Regions from separate parts of the Mus musculus genome. Here region 1 is linked to region 2. The links are chromatin contacts, called in public ChIA-PET maps. All regions are on one chromosome and are shown on one strand. The core of a region is the stretch at or near the end of the contact, and the rest is flanking DNA. Distances in the headings are between cores, read along the strand shown. Region 1 has its middle 23 kb from the start of Ifng. Region 2 overlaps Nup107 (nucleoporin 107).

What was found. ChIA-PET counts read pairs in DNA pulled down with a chosen protein or histone mark.
Region 1: a contact with region 2 is called in an RNA polymerase II ChIA-PET map of memory CD8 T cells, with 5 read pairs. The contact joins two enhancer-like sites.

What each region holds. Positions count from the first base shown.
Region 1 is chr10:118,415,069-118,420,909 of GRCm38.p6, forward strand. No RefSeq gene overlaps it. Among named protein-coding and RNA genes, the nearest start is that of Ifng, 23 kb to the right of the region's middle. Within about 2 kb of position 4,038, at least 79 of the 459 cell types and tissues checked have an H3K27ac peak or open chromatin away from gene starts, as enhancers often do. A contact at or near this core is called in memory CD8 T cells, where this site is marked.
Region 2 is chr10:117,750,847-117,756,597 of GRCm38.p6, forward strand. Nup107 (nucleoporin 107) reads right to left here. Exons shown (of 28, transcript NM_134010.2): 27 at 474-641; 28 at 1-121. The coding sequence ends at 14. Among named protein-coding and RNA genes, the nearest start is that of Slc35e3, 7.4 kb to the left of the region's middle. Within about 2 kb of position 4,430, at least 100 of the 459 cell types and tissues checked have an H3K27ac peak or open chromatin away from gene starts, as enhancers often do. A contact at or near this core is called in memory CD8 T cells, where this site is marked.

The DNA.
Region 1 (5,841 bases), core at 2,788-5,287, 660 kb after region 2:
CATCTTTCCTATATATCTATCTCTCCACCTCTATCATCTTTCTTTTCTTTTCCTTTCTTTTCTTTTCTTTTCTTTTCTTTTCTTTTCTTTTTTCCTTTTCTTTCTCTCTCTCTTTCTTTCTTTCTTTCTTCCTTCCTTCCTTCCTTCCTTCCTTCCTTTCTTTCTTTCTTTCTTTCTCTCTCTCTTTCTCTCTCTCTTTCTTTCTTTCTTTCTTTCTTTCTTTCTTTCTTTCTTTCTTTCTTCCTTTCTTTCTCATCTCTTGCATGCATGTGACACGAGGATCAAGGAGGATCATTCGGAAGAGAAAGGGGACTGACAGGATGTATAGGGGTAGGAGAGGGCAGTGGTGGCAGATGTGGTCACAGTACATGTTATGCTTGAATGAAAATGTTATCATGAAACCTATCATTATTCACTGTAAAATAAAAAATAAACCATGATTTGTGGTGCAGTTAGGTTTCTGTTTCTGGAAGGAACCCCCAAGCTGTGAAATGGCCTACATTTCTTTCATGGGAAGAAAAGCAGAATTTCTTTTTTTTTAATAAAGTAATTGAGATCATTGTGCACAGAAACGAAGAGAAGGGGGAGGAGGAAGAGGAGGAAAATATCTATTTCTTAGATCATGGATAAAATTTATGATTTTAATTCTCTGAGAAAAATCTAAGATCTTAGACTAAATAATCTTTTTAAATGTGTGGGCTTATCTTATCTAATATTGATTAGTAATACTCCTAAACAAAAGCCTATCTTAAACATCCTCCTGGACTTCCATAAATCCTCCTGATAATTTTCCTTCACTTCCAAAATAATCCCCCTCTACTCTTGTGTCATATAATATATATTATATATAATATATTATGTATATAATATGACACAAGATATTTATATCATATATATAATATATATACACATATATACATACACACACACATATATATGTATATATATATATATATATCAGTCAGACAGACAGACAGACAGACAGAAAGACAGATATGCCAGGTTTCATATATAAGAGAAAACATATTTGTCTGTCTCATTATGGCCTGTTTCACTGAACATGACAATCTTTACTTCTTTCACTACCTTTCAAATGACATAATTTTGTTCTTCTGTATGGCTGCGCAAGAGAGAAGTGCAGGATTGTAGGTTCTAGCGAGAGACCTTTCCTGGAGAAAGATGTTTAGAAACTATCAGTATCTGAAAGCAGTAGAACTGAGAATGGAGCTTGGGTTATGGCTCTTACTAGAAGATGAGTGGTGGTCTGATATCAAGAGTTAAAAATCAATCTTTAAAGCACATTAGTGCTGATCAAATAGAAGGTAATCAGGATTCTATGAAAAAAGGAGTAAGACTGGAGTATAAAATATGAGGGCTAGATGGAATGGTAAATGTACAAACAAGAACACCTATGTTTGACAAATGCTATAGCACATTATATTTACTTGCAGGAGTGATCTTCAAAACTTGACTTTGAGGATTGCTCTTGGCTCATGAATGAAAGGGGGCAGTTTAAAAACTTTTAGCACGACTAGGAAATAGCAGTTATCCTAGTTTTTGTGTGACTCTGATAATTCTATAGATCTCTATACATTGACTTATACAATTTTGAAATAATTCAGTTTTACATGTTCATTTAAAGGATAATGAAGCTATGATCAAAGCAATATTTTTCTAAAATTTTGATTTGACAAGGCTAGTAGAGAGTAGTTGCAATGTAAGTAATGTAAGGAAATGATAAATATTTGAGATAATACACACATATACTTGCATACATAATTTAATCTGAGTCCGATTGTCACACATTTTAATGCATATATTAAAGTACCATACTGTACTTGCTAAATGTGTACCATCTTTATGCATCAATTATAAATAAAATTTATTTAAAAGCAAAGTACTAGGAATTAATTTTAAGTTTACGTGTTTAGGTGTCTTGTCTGCATGTATGTTGTGTGCCTTGTGTGTGCCTGGTGCCTGTTGAGGCTAGAGATGAAGTCAGATCCAAAGAACTGGAGGTAGAGGTGTCTGTGAGTCACCAGGTGACTGCTGGGAATCTGGATTCTCTGGAAGAGCAGTCAGGTCTCTTAACTGTTGAGCTGTCTCTCCAGCCCTGCAAAAGATATGTATTTTAAAATAAGATACATCCCTATTTTTACAAGTAGAAATCTTGGGCTTAGGGTATATCTCAGTGGTAGAGTGTTTGCACATCATGCCAAAAAGCTGTACCACAAACTCTCAAAGCTAGCATAGTATGCTGCATTTACACATTAGGATGTATGAGCTTTAAACACATTTGGAGGGAAGGCAGAGCAGGGCACTGGCTGGATTACATGGCTGGAGTGTCGTTAATTTTGTCAGTGATGGCCAACCTGTCTTCTAATGAAGCTGTGGCATGCTGATGGTTCTTTTCTCTGTGTCCTGGTCAGCTCTGTGTGCTGTGTTCTGGAGGTTGGTCACTCTGATAGGCTAGTGGTGGGCCCTTGCTGTTGTCCTAGTTAAATATCCAGGAGGACATATGATGTGGATCTCAATTAGTCCTTCATAAGTTATTGTGTGCTTCTAATGGCAAATGAGAAGGTGCGTCTATTCTTGGGAGTAAATCTTATAGAGTATGAAGTTAGAGAAGGATGTCTCGATGACCCCCTTCTTCTAAGGAATGCTACTCTGTGGTAGAAGAGATTGACACCTCACTAAAACAAGTACGCTTGAGAGTCAGAAAGACACCCCTACCAATTCTTAGTGCTTAATACCAGCTCTTTTCTGAGGTAGTTCTCTATTACCCACAATGCCCAAGTCTTCCCGATACATCTCACTCTTGGAAACAGTGTTGCTGAAGTTTCCATCTCTTGCTACTCTGAGTACCTCAGCATGTACAAGATGCCAGTGAGCTTACAGCAACCCTGGAACAAAAAGGATATAATGAAGTCTGAAAAAAAAATCAGGAATAATTAAGGCCATACCACAAACTTTTAGTGGGTTGCTGATGCTGTCATGATTTATTTAAACTTCTCAGTGGCCTCCCTTCCTGCCCTTGCAGACGATGGTTACTAACTATTCTCTGGGTGTAACATTCTTTCTTCTGGGCTTGTGGAAGACTACAAGGGTTGAGAATGGGTGCCTCCACGTCTTGACATCATCCCCAAGAGAGTGATGGCTAGAAAACCCTGTTTCTCCACTCTGAGTTGGGCCCTTTGGATGCATTCTATGACCTTGCCTGTAGGTCTAAGTTCCCATGTCCACTGTGACTTGAGCTTGCTAACCACCCTGCATTGACTTCCTCTCTTCCCTGAATCCCTCCCCCTCTTCTCTGCTGCTCCCCAGAATCACCACCTACACAACTGATTCTCAACTGCAGCTCTGGCTCTAGAGTAACCCAATCGGCTTCTTTTCTTTTCCATCCTTCAGTTGACCATGTACAAGTAAATAAAAAATAATGACAAGTATGACAAAAAAAGAATGCAAATATGACTCCTCATCATCCAGGTTACAGATGAGAATACTTGAAAACAGAAGAAAAATAATGAGCAAATTGTGCTTACGATAGATCAAGCTGATTCAAGTGCTTCACATCTCTCTCTCTCTCTCTCTCTCTCTCTCTCTCTCTCTCTCTCTTTCTCTCTCTCTCTCTCTCTCTCTCTCTCTCACACACACACACACACACACACACACACACACACACACGTGCGGGCACATACACACACACACCCCTTTCCAGGGTGGATGCCATTATTGCCAGCTAAAGCCCCAAGAATGTCCTCAGGTTCAGAGGGTTCAAACACTGGTATAACTTGGAGGCAGGATTCAAACACAATCCAGTTCCCACATTGGCACCTCTTACCACCATACTACAGTGAAAAAATGTTTTAGAAGTATGACAGCAATGATGCCATATAATCATGCAAGTATTAACATGCAATTGTCTACACACACACACACACACGTGAAATTTGATGTTTGCTATAACCTCAAAGGTAAGGAAGCCAAAGAGAGTATCTTATCTTTAAACAACTCTACTTCCTGCTCAGACCTGCACTTCTGTGAGCACATGGGCACGCATCGCCCCGCCCTATGGAGCGGAAGCATGATGTCAGCGCCTGGGGTGGGGGTGGGGTGGGGAAAGGCAACTTCTTTCTTCTCAGGGTGATCCACAGGAAGGAGATGGGAAGTCAGATCAAAGCTGGCTTAACACCTCTGTCCTGGGAAATCCTATCAGGTGACTAGAAAGAAAACCTAAGAGGCCAAATTTCTGCTCATTGTCAAAAGACAGGAGGCAGGTTGGGGGAAGTCCCTGACCACAGGCCAACAGAGCAGAAGGTTAACGGGCTTCCTGAAAGAACCTGCTAGAAAAACCTTCAAACTCCACCTGGGGTGAAAAGAAATCTTTCCAACTCTTTCAAGTTTCTTCACTTTCCTGATGGAAGTACAGACAGCCTTGTGACATGTCATTTAGACTGCTTCCGTGTGACATGTCGTTTAGACTGCTTCTCTGGGGATTCACTTTATTGTTTTAGGAGAAGCTCCTATGACAAAATGCAGGGCTTCTGTTGTTGTTTAATAAGCTTCCTAAAAAATCATAATGAGTTATGATCTATGATTCTAATTAGCAAATTAGGTGTCTAATTTTCCAATAAGGAAAATCATATATCATCTAGTGTGGGATGACATTGATATATGTTTCGAGTTGCATGGAGTGATAAATCCGCACTACAGTCTCAAGAAGAAAATATCAGATGATCTGAAGAAGATTAAAGACGTCTGGTGTTGTGCCTGCCACCTTTCAAAATGAAAAGAGTGGGGACAACTTCTAATTTCTGTCTTTTGAGAAATTATCATTTAAAAAAGCAACATATAGGTACAATATCTCAAAAGGGGGGTGATGAATATAAAATGGGCAGCGGGATGTGCAGGCTCCTCAAAGTAAGAGTCTAAAGAAGGAAATTTTCAGAGAAAAATACACACACAAACATCAAATCCACAGTGACTAGGAAGGATTGGGTTTTTGATTAATGTAAATTTGAGTAGGTAATGATAGCATGTATTCATGTGTACACACACATTTCTATCTATGTTTCTATGTATCCATGTATGTATCCATGTATGATGTATGTATGTATGTACCTATTTATGTACCAATCTATGTATGTATGTATGTATGTATTGATCTATGTATGTATGTATGTATGTATGTATGTATGCTTATACCTATGTATCTATCATCTAAGTATCTATCTATGTATCTATATATTTATCTATGTACCTATGTATCTATCTATCTATACACATCTATCTATCTATACACATGAGTCAGGGCCTCATGCATTCTGAGTCAGCCTTAAACTCACAATGTAGCACAGATTGTCTTGAGCTACTGATCTGAGCCAGAACTCCTAGCCATGTACCATCCTGCCAGGTTTATTATGATGGGCTGAGATTTAACTCAGCGCTTTGAGCATGGTAGGCAGGTTGGTAACTCTATCAACTGAGATAAATCACTAGCCCCAATATTTATTTTGATGTTTTTAAAATGAATTGAAATATCTACTCACAAATGCACATATACATATGTCTTATTTGGGTAAAAACTAACAGGAAGTAGATGCTATTTGAATAGCTACTAATGATATTAGTTAAGATACTATAAGTTATGTAGTAACTTCAGGTATTATATTTAGGTGATAGGTTACATATATAACACACACAAGTTAACTTAGACACAAGTATATGTGATATGAATGTCCCCAACTGCATGATGGCTTAGATGTAGCTGAAGTATGTTTTTTCCTCATGTAAAGTCCCAAATGATGAATGAGAGCAGCAGGTGCCTCCACCCCCAGCAGT
Region 2 (5,751 bases), core at 3,180-5,679:
AGAGAATGGTGAGTTATGACTGAATTTCATAGCCAAGCGGGTCGAGCCCCTGGTCTAGGAGCATTAGAGAGGACTCCCTTAACTTCTGCAGCAGTTTCCTTAGTTCTTCCTTAGAAAACACCTGACAGTTCAAAAGAAAAGGGGAAAAAAAAAGCAACATTAAAGATGAGAACATCAACTTCTAAAAAGACCTAGTCAATCTTAAGAAGTTTTCTTGAAGATCTATCTATGTGGCTCAGAGACCTCACGCTAGCTCATGGCAGGCTACTCACTCACTTATGCTCCTATGTGCAGACACAGGCTACTCACTTATGCTCCTATGTGCAGACAATTTTGAAAGACAGTACACTGAAGCTGGAACATTATTTTCAGAAAATATAAGAACTAAAAAATGTACACAGGTATTCACAAATATTATCATGCAAGCAAATGGAGCGAGTAAAAGTTGGAACTGCAAGTGGTCACAGACTCACCAGATAGAGCTTGTGGCGCTCAGAGGACACCATGTCGGCCAGCTGCAGGCACTCCTGGTACTGTCCGGTGCTGTGCAGTATGGTGTGAAGCAGGAAGCACAGCATGGGGAGACAGAGCTTCCTCAGTAAAACCATCTGATGCGTCCGCTCAGGGTCGTCCTCGGCGTCCTACAGACAGGCATCCAGTCACCATCTGAACAACTTTACGCTACACACCTTACAAACAGAGAAGTCGACTACAGCCGGTGTGGCGGCTGGCACCTGCCACCCCAAATCGCAGCACTCAGGGAGCCCCGGCAGGAGGGCAAGTGCAGGGTCAGGGCAAGGCTGGTCTGTACAGTGTGCTTGGCTGCTAGAAAGACCCTGCCTCAAAACCATTAAAAAAAAATCTAACAACAAAACCAACAAGTGAGTCAAGCTGGGAATCAACAGACTTAGCGGAGGACAAATGAGAATCATGGAGTGGAAGGCTGCATCTACAGTAGACATGCACACTTCTCATTATTACTATTAGCTAAGCAATCCAGTATGACAACTGTTTAGATAGCATATGTACTAAAGTAGGTCCATGATCTGAGAGATGCTTACAGCCCGGGATGTGCGAGGGACATGAGAACACCACACAGCCCCTTGATGTGATGAAAGGGAACCGTTTTGTCTCCAGGAGGTCCTAGAATCAATGCCCCAGGCACGCTGAGGGGTGACCATGTAGTCAAATCAGAACAGGAAAACACTACATTTCCCTTTCCAAATCTTACCATGCCTATATTTTAAAGTGTCTGTGTACACAGTGTTTGTAAGCGAGGGAGTGGGTACATCTGTGTATGGCGCACACGTGTGCATAAGAAGCAGAGAATCACCTTGGGTGTCACCCCCAGGCACAGCGTCCGCCTCAGCTGAGACAGGCCGCTCTCTGCTCTGGAGCTCACCAGCACCAGTGAGGCTGGACTCCTGCTGCCTGTCCTGTCCCCCTCAGAGCTAGCACTGGAAGGAGAGGGTCTGGGTATCAGACCCAGGTCCTGGAGCTTGAAAGGCGCCATCGACTGAGCCATCGTCCCAACCTTGATATAGCATAGCTACTAAAATCTAAGGCTGGTAGGGCCAATCATATTAGCTGGTCTATCAACTAGAGGGTTGTTTTTTTTTTTTAAGGTAAAATTTTAGGGCCAAAGCCATAAAGATGAAGAGACCATGTCAGAGGAGACAGTATAAAATGCGATGCTGCCAAGGGTATTCGCAATGCATCTAGAATCGTAAAAGTAAAAAACAGACAAAAGTCACCAGTTATTTCCCTCAATAGCTATAACCACAGAAGTGTCTATTATCTGAGAGTACAAACCAATCTGACCATAATCAGGCCAGCAAGGAGGGTCAAGACAGGGATGGCTGTTTAAGAATTTGTAAGCTTCTAGGAGAATTTTCTTTTTACAGTTAAAAAAAAAAAAACAGAAAAATTAAAAACTGTGTGGAGTTGAATGATGGTTAAGAGAAGAGAGACCGCCAGGTGTGATGGCGCACGCCTTTAATCCCAGCACTCGGGAGGAAGAGGCAGGCAGATTTCTGAGTTTGAGGCCAGCCTGGTCTACAAAGTGAGTTCCAGGACAGCCAGGAACCCTGAGAAACCCTGTCTTGAAAAACCAAAAACCAAAAAAATAAAAAATAAAAAAATAAAAAAATAAAGAGAGAGAGAGAGAAGAGAGACCATGGTTTAGCTGTTAGGAGCACTGGAGGCTCTTCCAGAGGACCCTGGTTCGATTCCCAATACCCACAGGGTAGCTAACAATTTTAACTCCAGTGCCAGGGGATCCGATGTTCTCTTCTGGCCTCCACTGAGCACTGCATGCACACAGTGCACAGGCATACATGCTGGCAACACATTCATACACATAAGCACAGGAGACTGAACACAGAAACTAATTTTAGCAGGGACTGGTGGTGAACACCTTTAGTCCCAGCGATCAGGAGGCAGAGGGAGATGGATTTCTGAGTCAGAGGCCAGCCTGATCTACAGAGTGAGTTCTAGGACAGCCAGAAATACAGGGAAACCTTTCCTCAGAAGGGGGGTGGAGAGGAAGGGGGAAGGGAGGAAAGGAGGGAATAAGAAGATGAAGAAGAGGAGGAGGAAGACATATACACACACACACACAGAGATCTGAAGACACTTTGCTACAGCAAAAACGGTGTCTCCAAATATGAATGGAATTCTTTTTCTTTCTCTCTTTCTCTCTCTCTTTCTTTCTCTCTCTCCTTCTTCTCCTTTTTTTTTTTTTTTTTGGTTTTTTGAGACAGGGTTTCTCTGTATAGCCCTGACTGTCCTGGAACTCACTCTGTAGACCAGGCTGGCCTCGAACTCAGAAATCCGCCTGCCTCTGCCTCCAGAGTGCTGGGATTAAAGGTGTATGCCACCACACCCAGCTGTTTTTCTTTCTTTTTAAAATTTTATTTATTATATGTAAGTACACTGTAGCTGTCTTCATATACTCCAGAAGAGGGCGTCAGATCTCATTACGGGTGGTTGTGAGCCACCATATGGTTGATGGGGTTTGAACTCAGGACCTCTGGAAGAGCAGTCAATGCTCTTAACTGCTGAGCCATCTCTCCAGCCCAGAATGGAATCTTTCTAACAAATTAATTATCTGGACAGTAAAATGCAGAAGGAAAAAAAAAAAAAAACAAACAAAAACCAAAAACCCAGTAGCCTTTTTATGCCCATTGTATTTTCTTATAACAAGTTAGAAAACCAAAGTCATCAAAATCATTTTTAAAAGGTATCCAAACACATTAAACTTCCTAAAATAATCTGTAAAACAAGAAGGGAGGAGTCGGAGCGATGGCTCAGAGGCAGAGAGCACATACTGCTGTTAGGGAGAACCTGCCATGGGGGTCCCACCATGGGGGCTCCCGAGCACTCCAGCCCCAGGAATCTGATGCCCACCCCTCAGGATTTGTAAAACCCTCGATCGTTCCTTGCTTTACAGCTCTTGAGATTCTGGACTATTTTATGGCTTTTATTATCTAGTCTAAAACTAATAATTAAAAATATTTATATGTAAGTCTAATCCTCAAACTTTGGTATTTGGCAGCATTTAGATTTTACTTCACTAGCTCAAGCATGAATCAGAAGAGAAAGGTGTGGCCTAAGGAACCCACTGAACATTTAAAATTATGCTGAGAAGTTTTATTATTAACTTTAGAATTAAGAAGTTGACTCTGGCCAGTTGGTGGTGGCGCACACTTTTAATCCTAACACTTGGGAGGCAGAGGCAGGTGGATCTCTGAGTTTGAGTCCAGCCTGATCTACAGAGAGAGTTCTAGAACAGCCAGGGCTGCACAAAGAAACCCTGACTCAAAAAACAAACAAAACAAGACAAGATGGAGCAGTGGGCTCTGGAGTGGTCCTGTGGCTTGCGCTTGCCTAGCGTGTGTACGCAATCCCCAGTACCACGAACAAAAACCAAGAGCCCAGAAGCGGACTCTAAATAGTTAGCAGCAGCAGCACTCAGAGGCCCTAGGCCCTGTTAATATTCACTTCTTGTCAGAAAAAGCGAAGCTAAAGAAGTAGAAAAATGTAGTAATTTATTAAAGAAAAGGCAATAGATAGCAGAGGAAAAGCCGTCAGTGCACATGACCTGCGGGACAGAGCAATGTTGAGAACGACGTAGCAGCTGCCCCACATGCAGGATTCCTAGTTCTCTTTAGGGATAAGTCTGCAAGAGCAACCGAGTAACCATTCTGTCCCATCTCACAGTCAGGCCTTGCAGTTTGAGTGTGAAACGTCCCCTTAGGTTCTGTGTGTTTCAGTATTGGTCCCCATTCCTGCTGAGGAATATTCTGGAACCTCAGAACATAGGAAGTGGAGGCTTGCTGAAGCATAAGAGGGTGGGTGAGAGCTATAGCCTGACCACACTTCCTTCCTAACTGCAGACACACCAGCTGCCTCTCACTCCTGCTGTCAAAAGCTACAAGCCCAAAGCAGCCCATCCTCTCCGAAGCTGTCTCTTCTGAGGCGTTTGGGCGCACACTAGATACCGTTAGAGCAAAGGCAGAAGAGGAACTACTCAGTTTCCCTGAAACGAGACGAGACGGGGATGCAGTATCTGCAGATAGTCCTGGGGTCTAAGGGAGCACACCAACCTGACAATGGGGATTGCAGTGAGCAAGAAGGATCAGGGTGGGAGGAGGGGTGAGTGAGGAGAAGAAATGTATTATTTTCTCATACAGTTAACGAACTGGCAAACTGTAACAAGAGGAGATGAGAGGCAGAGCAGAGACAACAGGGAAGTCACAGCCCAGGCCCCAGCACTTCCCCCACGGCTGTCTGTGTCTCCCCTCCCCACTCAGCAAGACTCCCAGGCGCCCTGTCCAGACCCTCTCCAGACAGAAGCAACCTTGCCTCTCCTTTACTGATGCGCTGTGGGTCCCACCCAGGGTCCCAGGCACGCCAAGCTTGTGCTGCCAATGTGCTACCACAGCCCAAGGGATCGCCTCGTCTGAACTTGAATATAACTCAACTGTGACTTATCTCCTTCTGACGCTTACATCTCTTGGAGGGAAAGGGACAGCTGAGGCTGACTCCTGAGCCTCCTGTCTCGGTCCCCCAAATGCTGGGGTTTCAGGCATGTGCCGTCACCCCTGGCTTATGCCATTTAATACTTCTGCAGCCCACTCTTACTTCAGGAGTGGGAGCCTGTGTTTACGATGCTGACACGTGTTCATGGCAGCCGAGGAGAGGGTGCCACAGCTTACAGTGCCTTACGGAGCCAGACCTAGCGGTTTCTAAGTCAAGTTACATATACACTAGTAAGGATGTAGGCTAGGGTGGCTGGAGAGGGCTCTGGTTAACAGCACTTGCTGCTCCTGCAGAGGACCTGGGTTCAGTTCCAAGCGCCCACATGGTGGCTGACAATGATCCCTCAGTCTAGTTCCAGAAGATCTGTTCCCCTTCTGACCTCTGCAGACACTATGCACATATGTGGTACATATACAAATGTGTAGGCAAGTGTTTGTATACAATAAAATAAATATATCTAATAAAAATTTAAAAAAATACTTAAGACTTGGGTTAGGTGACATTTATCTGTAAACCAACAGTCAGAAGGATTTCAAGTCAGGGCAGCCTGGCACATGGTGAGTTCAAGACCTGCTTGTACTATATAATAAGACCCTAACTCAAAAGCTAGGTGACTAAATGAATAAATAATACCATTATTCTAATGGTCTAGAATTTTTAAAATTAGACTTTAGTTAATTGTGAACATACTGAATATGAAGTTTACTA